Regions from separate parts of the Mus musculus genome. Here regions 1 and 2 are each linked to region 3. The links are chromatin contacts, called in public HiCAR-type maps. All regions are on one chromosome and are shown on one strand. Each heading gives the region's core, a stretch centred on a gene start, on an enhancer-like site or on the middle of the called end of the contact. The rest is flanking DNA. Distances are from core to core; before and after follow the strand shown.

The links. HiCAR-type assays count read pairs that join an accessible place to other places.
Region 1: a HiCAR-type map of fibro-adipogenic progenitors shows a contact between it and region 3, with 3 times the contacts expected there. The contact joins two enhancer-like sites. A contact is called at or near these places in 1 of 39 promoter capture datasets (hippocampal neurons), 1 of 15 datasets of contacts at CTCF or cohesin (the NIH/3T3 cell line), 4 of 484 Hi-C or Micro-C datasets (adipose-derived mesenchymal stem cells, cerebral cortex, embryonic fibroblasts and 1 more), 6 of 115 datasets of contacts at active chromatin or transcription factors (cardiomyocytes, embryonic basal ganglia, embryonic fibroblasts and 3 more) and 2 of 9 other capture datasets (embryonic stem cells and pancreatic islet).
Region 2: a HiCAR-type map of fibro-adipogenic progenitors shows a contact between it and region 3, with 4 times the contacts expected there. The contact joins two enhancer-like sites. A contact is called at or near these places in 3 of 115 datasets of contacts at active chromatin or transcription factors (embryonic basal ganglia, embryonic stem cells and fibro-adipogenic progenitors) and 3 of 9 other capture datasets (adipose tissue, embryonic stem cells and pancreatic islet).

Annotation. Positions count from the first base shown.
Region 1 is chr1:90,496,372-90,499,085 of GRCm38.p6, reverse strand. The region is part of intron 1 of Gm28722 (a long non-coding RNA gene); the gene reads left to right. Among named protein-coding and RNA genes, the nearest start is that of Gm28722, 6.2 kb to the left of the region's middle. Within about 2 kb of position 1,410, at least 33 of the 459 cell types and tissues checked have an H3K27ac peak or open chromatin away from gene starts, as enhancers often do. A contact at or near this core is called in fibro-adipogenic progenitors, where this site is marked.
Region 2 is chr1:90,521,250-90,523,949 of GRCm38.p6, reverse strand. It overlaps a transcript of Gm35048 not described here. Among named protein-coding and RNA genes, the nearest start is that of Gm35048, 16 kb to the right of the region's middle. Within about 2 kb of position 1,414, at least 15 of the 459 cell types and tissues checked have an H3K27ac peak or open chromatin away from gene starts, as enhancers often do. A contact at or near this core is called in adipose tissue and fibro-adipogenic progenitors, where this site is marked.
Region 3 is chr1:90,050,163-90,052,862 of GRCm38.p6, reverse strand. It overlaps Iqca (IQ motif containing with AAA domain), which reads left to right. Exons shown (of 19, transcript NM_001368722.1): 16 at 389-475. Among named protein-coding and RNA genes, the nearest start is that of Asb18, 37 kb to the right of the region's middle. Within about 2 kb of position 1,397, at least 72 of the 459 cell types and tissues checked have an H3K27ac peak or open chromatin away from gene starts, as enhancers often do. A contact at or near this core is called in adipose tissue and fibro-adipogenic progenitors, where this site is marked.

The sequences.
Region 1 (2,714 bases), core at 161-2,660, 450 kb before region 3:
TGCAGATGATTTTCTTACAATCGGAATGTCTGCTTATTTTAACACAGGCCCCTTCATAATTCTTCAAAAGAAGTATGTTTGCTGCAATATTTGGGAACTGTACTTAAAAATGATTGCTTATTTAAAATTTGAATTCAGCTGAGCACCCTAGCTTTGATCTGCCATACTCCACATTGTCCCTGTATGGTACTGGCTGCAGGCTTTCGAGGCAGGGATTAGCACTGATTCTTGATCTTCAAATGAGGATACTCTTGCCCAAGAAGTTCACAGGGCTTTGTGCCATGGTGCTATGCTCCTGCTGAGTCTTTTCCTGCATTCTTGGGGGTGATCCCCAAGGTGTGGTAATCTGTTTCTGCTCCAGTGTTAGGGTGTGTTAGGGAAGCCACAACAGAGCACCACAGATGAAGCAGTTTAAACACTAATCATGCATATTCTCAAGGGTTCAGAGGTTGGATGACAGAGATCAGGTGCTGATTCTCCTGTCTCCTGGGCATGTCGGTGGCTGCCATGCTTGTGTCTTCATAACATATTATGATGTGAATTTGTGTCCCAATTTCTGCTTCTGAAAAGGTCGTCAGCTCAGGAACTTTGGGAAGGTCATGAAACACTCGCCCCTCCAGAAGGGGAAGGCTAATTAGCATTTCTCAGACCAAAGGGCTGGGACCGACCTGACCTGTGGGTGGGGACACATTCCACAGGACTGACCATTGCTCACCTTCAGACAAGGAAAGTCCTTGTCACCTCATTCCCTAAAGACCAATCAGTTTAAAGGGTGCACTGTTCCACCAATCATATTGTGCCTAGTTGTTCTCTGTTCTGCCCTTAGAAACCATATAAAAACTGAGCTGGTGCTTGGGGTCGCCGCCTCTCCTTCGGGTCTGGGACGACCCCAGTGCACTGGAACAATAAATTCCTCTTGTTTTTTGCATCGATCCTGTCTTCATGTGGTTCACTCAGGGAGTCTCCAGTAAGCTAAGGCTCCCCAGAGTCTTACAATTCCAGTTGAGCTTACCACATGGCCTAATTTAACCTCCATTACTCCTCTAAACCGTGTCCCCAGTCTAACTAGAGGCAGAGTGAGTTAGGACTTCCCTGAGGCAATCTGGTGGCACATGGGGTGGCCTGTGGCAATTCCCTGTTTCAGTTTCTGTTTCCTCAGGCATCCACCTCACCTTGTTCTCTGTCTGGACTGAGTGTCTGAGGTCCTGAGAACATCCCTTCTTCCAGGATTGGCACCTCCCCCAAGACCTTGGTAGGTCTTAGGACAGCCTGACTCCCTGTGGCCTCCTTCCCAGGGCACAGCTCCAGTTCTGGGTGGAGTTTCCTTGGCAGGGCTCTGGTCACTCTGGACAAATTCTCCAACATTGGTCAACACCCTTCTGGACTTCCAAAATGGATCATTGCCTGGAAACTTCTGTATGCTGCCTCACCCCACCAGGGCTGCCTGATGCAGGCAGCTGTCTGAATCACTCTTGAGACAGTCTATGTTTTTTGAGCCCTGGGCCATGGATGTCAAACCACCTTCCTAGGACTTGCCCAGTATACAGGCAGCCCAGCTCATAACATCTGACGTCTCAGGCCTCCGGATGCTCAGGGCCACCCAGTCTTCTTGACAATTGGCTTTTCTGACTTGGGTTTTACTTATAATCTATTTTGTCTAGACCTTAGTGCATCTAATGACTTGCAATGTGATTTTGATTCATTGTGATTGGCTTCTAGAATCTTCAAATGATTATGGGGACATCATACCATTCACCTAATCTCCTTGCACACTTTTCTTCTTAATGATGTAAAAACACATAAAATTCACCAGCCTGTGATGTATAATATAAGGTTCTCTTAGGATTTTAGTTGCTATAAAGAGACACTGTAATCACTGCATTTAAATGGGGGCTGGCTTACAGTTCAGAGGTTTACTCCATTAGTCCACTGTCGTTGTGGCAGGAAGCACAGTGGCACACAGGCAGACATGGTACTGGAGAGGTAGCTGAGAGTTCTATATTTGGATCTGCAGAGAGCAGGAAGAGAGAGTGACACTGGGGTCTGGCTTGAGCTTCTGAGGCCTCAAAGCTCACCCACAGTGACATACTTCCTCCAACAAGGCCACACCTTCTAGAAGTGCCACTCCCTATGAACCTATGGGGTCCTTTTTCATTCAGACTACCACAGAAGTTATAATTTCCCCTAGTCACCGTTATCACTGAACACCTGAAAGAAGATAGTTCAGAGGTCAAAGCCTTCCATACACCAAAAACAAAAATCAGAATGCAAAACCCAAAACTCTCATCAGTGATTTTTTTTTTTTTTTGGTCAATCATACACTGAAATGATGACAGTTTGGCTTGTTATATGGCATTAAATCAACCATGTGATTAAACCCACTTTGTCTAATTATATTTCCTGTTATTAAATGTGGCTCTGGGCATGTCACGTTGCACATGGGGCTGTCTGTGCTGTGTGCAATCTCCTTCTCTTCCACACTGTGCCCTATATTCGACGTGTCCCTCAGACGCCTATCCAACAATCTAACAAACCCATGAACGTCACTCTTAAAACACATTTTAATAACTGCGAGACAAGACCACAACGGTCGTCTGTGGTACACTTGTGTCTCAGATTGTCTTTTAGAAGTTCAAGCCAATTGTTCTGGATACTTTTCAAAATTATTTATTTTTTTGCCAAGTTCATAAAAACCCTTTTGGCGAATCCTTCTG
Region 2 (2,700 bases), core at 165-2,664, 470 kb before region 3:
TCTTAGCCTCTGACCAATAAACATTTCCTGAACGGCAATGTGGACACATCTGCAAGCAGTCTTCATTCACAGGCAGATGTGAATGTGGTAGCTCTGCCTGTGACCATTGAGTCTCCCTGTGTAATCATTCCAGGAGAGGGGCTGGGAGTCCAGGGAGTAGGGTAGAGAGGCCATCTCCATCTCCTGTTCTACAGCCTTGTTCTTGGAAGGTTTTGTAGTTGAAAAATGCACCTTCCTGTAATTTCTCCTGTGAGTTGCAGGTCTGTTTTCTGAGATTTAAACTAATGTTTTCCAAAGATGAAGATGCACCTCAAACTACTCCTGAGAATCTGCTTTTCTCTGCGTACAAGTGCATGTGTGCATGTGTGTATGTATGTCTCTGTGTGTGTGCATATGTGTGTGTGAGTATATGCCTGTGCATGTGTGTGCATAGATTCTTGTGTGTGTTATCCATAGGAGTACCTCTGGTGTCATTCCTTGGATATCATTCACCTTTCTTTCTTTCTTTCTTTCTTTTTTTTTTTTTTTTTGAGACAGGGTCTCTCGTTGAGCTAGGAGTCGGCTAAGCTGGTTGGTGGGTCTAAGGGATCCATCTGCCTCTGCATCCAAGTATCGATATAAGCACAGGCTAGGGCTTTTTTTTTTTCTTTGTATGTGAGTTTGTGAGTTCTGAGGTTTACACTCATGTCCTTGTGCTTGCAAGGCAGGCACTTTACAGAGTGATCCATTTTCCCAGGACATTCATGATTTGGAGTTCAGGTTTTTGTTTCGGGACCTCCATCCTTGTGAAGCCATTCATGTGTGTTTGCGGTGTCTGCCCTGGGTTTGTGGCTGGCACGTAGGTGAGGCATGTTTGAGTTTTGCCTCATTCCTGCCATGGCCTTTCATATCTCGGGTCATGCTTGGAGAAGCCCTGCCCTTTGCAGACGCCCCAGGAGCTAGCACTTTGTCACTTAGCTTACCTCCCCCTCACTGCCTGCCCCCCATTCCTCCCCAGATCTGCAGACTCTCCTAGAAGACAAAACCCAGAGTCCTGAATTCAGCCTGGCTCTGGAAGAAATCTCAGGAGAGAGTGACTTGATTTTAAAAGTTTAGCTATCGTTGTCATTTTTTTTTTTTTTTTTTTTTTTGGCCAGGCCTGATCTTTTTACAAATGTGCTTTTAATTAAGCATCACTTCGCTTATCATTTCTGTTTCCAGTCTCTGAGCCAAGTCTCCCCCTCAATCTCCTTCAGCTTCTTGCATTATTAGCACATGGCTGCTGGAGCTTTGGGGGCACCATGGCGATCGCCTTCCTCTGTGCACCATGGCTGCTTCTCCAAAGATCAGGTTCTGAGGAGGAGAGAGTACGTGGTCACCCTGGGTCATGAGTACAGTCTTGCTGCCCTGCACATAGTTTTGAGATGATGAAGGTCTGGAAGGCTCCATCCTGAATGGAGTTCAGAATGATGCCTCCTGGGTGCGGAGTGTTCCACACAGAGAGAGGGTCATGCTCTCCGTTCCAAAGGACACAGCTGGGGATAGTTTGGGTCATGGAGAAGAGCTACTGTCCCAGAGCGAGAGTGGAGAACAGATGTCTCATCTCTAGAATTAAAAAGAAACAAACACCCATGGAAACCCAGAGGGAGGTGACGGGCAGTTCGGTTGTGTAACATACCACCTGATTGTACGAAAAGTCCTTTCAAAACTGAAAAGAATGGTGTCGGGTGTGTCTTCACTGCTTTAAGCTGGGTGACATTTCTCTATTGAAAGAAAAGCCCAAGCATATTTTTAAGGAGAGCCAGTTTAAACACACCTGCTTAATAAAATGCCCAAGTGCCCTTTCTAAGCCTTCCTTGGGTGAGGCCTGAGCCTGGCTTTTCTGCAGATGGAAGTATTGAACCTTATGGTGGATTATAAAGACCCTTACCCCTTTGGATGGCTATTGACACCCTGACCACAATCCCATGAGTAAGAGACACAGGCAGGGTTTGGCAATCCAGCTTGAACAAGCCTGTCACTCACCACTGTTACCTCTAGCATGGGGGTTTACAAAAGTTCAGTTATAAGGCATCTCAGAGAGTAAAATGGAGGTTGTCGTGTTATGGGACAACTGAGTCATACCCTTGAGCCTGTAGGCAGCTCAGTGGTTTAGAACACACTTTGGCAGGTGGACACCAAAGACACATTTCCTTGCAGAAGGGTTGGCTCCTATATTTCTTCATTCATTTATTTATATGTATGTTTGTGTATATATGTTTGGATGGGAAGGATATGTGCACACATATGTACGTGGAAGTCAGAATTCATCCTTGAGTGTTGTTTCTTGGGAGCTGGATATATTGGTTTTGTTGGTTTGTTGGGGTGTGTGTGTGCCTGTGTGAGTGTGTGTGTATGTATGTGTACGTGTGTGTGTGTGTGTGTGTGTGTGTGTGTGTGTGTGTCTATAGGCCAGAGGTCAACAAACCCCAGAAATTCCCCTGTCTTTATCTCCAAGAGCACATGTAACCACAATCAACATTTTTTTTCAAGCTCAGGTCCTCAAGCTTGCCCAACCAGCACTTTTAACCATGGCACCATCTGTCAGCCACACCCTACCTTGGATTTTGAACCGGAGCTTCTCACTGGGACTCCTGCTCGCTTCAACAACGAAGCTAAGCTGGCTGGCCACAGAGTCCTAGGGAGCCTCCTACCTGTGCCTCCCTCCTGCTGGGATTACAA
Region 3 (2,700 bases), core at 148-2,647:
GAATGAACCTGGGAATGTGAGTAGCCTGTGTTTAGAGCACATGGTCCTGTTCCCATTCATTTTCAGCCGAGAACCAGTGACTTATGACAAACCAAACCAGGCAGGGGCTCTGGGCTCTGATACAGGAATATGTCCACTAAGACGGGCCTGCAGTGGTGGAGGCCTGTCCCACCCTATGGCCCCACCTCCTAGGCAGGTACTGAGATGCAAAACCCATGGATGCTAGCCTCCATGAGGCAGGTGAACAAGCTCACTTCTGGGTGACATCAAGGGTCTGCCTTCCTCAAGGTGTGCCAGGGATGTCCCCCAGTCAGGCTTCAGGGAAAGAGGACAAGTGTCCCTCAGGAAGAAACACATTCACCCCTAGGCTGGCTCTTGTCCTCCACAGGTGGCTCGCCAGCTTCAGCCTTCCGTGGTGTGGATCCAAGACACAGAAAAAACCTTCTACAAAAAAGTCCCGCAGGCAGAGAAACGGGTGAGTCTTCCCTGGCACCCAGTCTTCATTCTCTGATGTTTCCCCTCACAGGGGGACAGCTCCACGTTTCAAGAATGTCTTAGATTTCCAAGGAGACTCTGGGGGCTTTAAGTCCTTCCACAGAAGGCTCTCTCTGCCATAAGTGCCTGTCAGGGTTTGAAAGAAGCCAGCGCCTCGGTTTTTATGAGGCATAATTTGGGAGGAAAAAAAAAAATAAAGCGAAGGAGGGAAGTTTTTCAGTCCAAACATGATTCAGAAGAAACAATTCAGAGAACTTTGCTCAGTTACAACCAGAGGCACACACAGTTATTATTACCATTTCCTATTGTTCATAATAATAAATAGCAAAGGGCTCGAAATTCTCGAACAAAGGCCATCAACAGCACAGCTAAGTGCCCTGCATCCAGGGCCTCTGGGGAGCTCCGTCTCAATTGCTTCCTTCCTTCTTTTCTCTCCTTTCAATGCCCCCCTCCCCCACACTTCCCCCCACAAATCACCAGAAAATTTCCCACAAGTTAAAAAGAAAAAAAAAAAAAAAAGATACACGGGCTTGTTATTCCACACCAATTTGTACCAAAGCAAATAGTGGTTAGCTGTGAATTTCTGATTAAATCTGTAAGGATTTTAATCACTTATGTATTATACATCACTTTCAGCAGGTAGAGGTGATTTGGGTAAAGCCCAAAAGCTCAATCTTTGCTTCTCCAAATGAGCCCTGATTGCCCTGTCATTTTAAAACCTCTTAGGAAGACTCATTTGTTACATATTTGTTACATCTGGGAAGCCAGTGGTTAGCGCCCTCTGCTGACCATGTTGAGACATTGAGGGAGGAAAGAAAAAGAAGTCCCAGTCTGACTTAGCCAGGGTTCGCATACATGGTGTCATCATAATGTGGATTGCTCATAGACGTAGTGATTCACTCTCCTACGGGACTCCAGCCTGGGAATGTGAAACTCAGGAGGCCATTCTCCTTAGCTGGCTGTGTGTCTGCCGTCAAGTAACTTGATCTCTCTTAGTCTCTACTTAGTCACCAGCCCAAAGAACCTCTGAGTTCAGGAAATTTGTCTGGCTTCCTTTCCCAAGAGCCCTTAGCTTTATAGCAACCCAAGTCCGCAAAAAAGAAAAAGAAAAAAAAAATCTGAGGGGTGTGATTAATGAAAGATCCAGAGGCGAATGGGCAGGAAGATTGAGACAGCTCACATAGGGAAGGCAGGAAGCTGGCAGAGATGGAGATGTCTGTGGTACAGATGAACCACCTCTCTAGGCCCCACACCCACCCTCCGTCTTGCCTCCATGACCCCACAACTGCCATCCATGGCTGGGTCTGTTCTGTAGGATATGGAAGGTTCTAGAGGCACAGCCCCACTGTGGACAAATTAAATGTTTGTTCTGTTCACACCAGCTAGAAGATCCTTGGCCGTCAGGGGGATCCCCTGCTTTTGAAGACCACAAATCACACACGCGGAAGAGCCTTAATGCAGAGACATTTCCTTCTGCTTCATGTCCAGCCATCAGTCCTTCCCTGTCTCCCATAGCACCCCTGGGACCATGCTAGATTTCTCCCCGGTCCTGCCTTTGAAGACCTCTTGTCTTAGGAGCCAAAGATGAAAAGCTCTGGAATTCCTCCTCCTCTTCCTGTCCCTCTTCCTCCTCCTCCTCCTTTTTCTCTTTCTCCTGCTGCTCACTCATGTTCCTCCATCTCAGAATTTTCAGAAAAGCCCAGTCTTGTGGGGAGGGGATAAGGGGTCCAACCATCCTGCTTTGAAGAGCCCAGCTCTGCCCCGGCAGACCCTTGCTGGTGCCTGCCTCCTGATGTTACTGTAAGCAAACGGTCAGTCACGTCAGAGACGAAGGTACAGACTGAGACAAGGGCGCCTGCTCCTGCATTTACTGCCCCATTACCCTTTGTTACTTCATCTGGCCCCAGCCTTCCCTGCTGCCACAATAGGTCTCCACCGGGGAACTGCTTGCTTTGTTGGCGCTGGCTGCGATGCTCATTTTGTGGAGCTAACTGCAGAAAAGCAAATTGAAATTGCTGTGTGGATGCTAGCCACTAATTTGAAATTGCACACGGTAATACAGTCGTGAGAGACTGGCAGGCCAGCCGTGGGGGGTGGCGGATGTGGAGGTAGCCAGCTAATCAGGAGCTGTTTCCCGGCATGATTGATGAGCGGGCCGTGCTGAATGAACAGCTCTGAAATGGAACCGAACTGGCCTGAGCACGG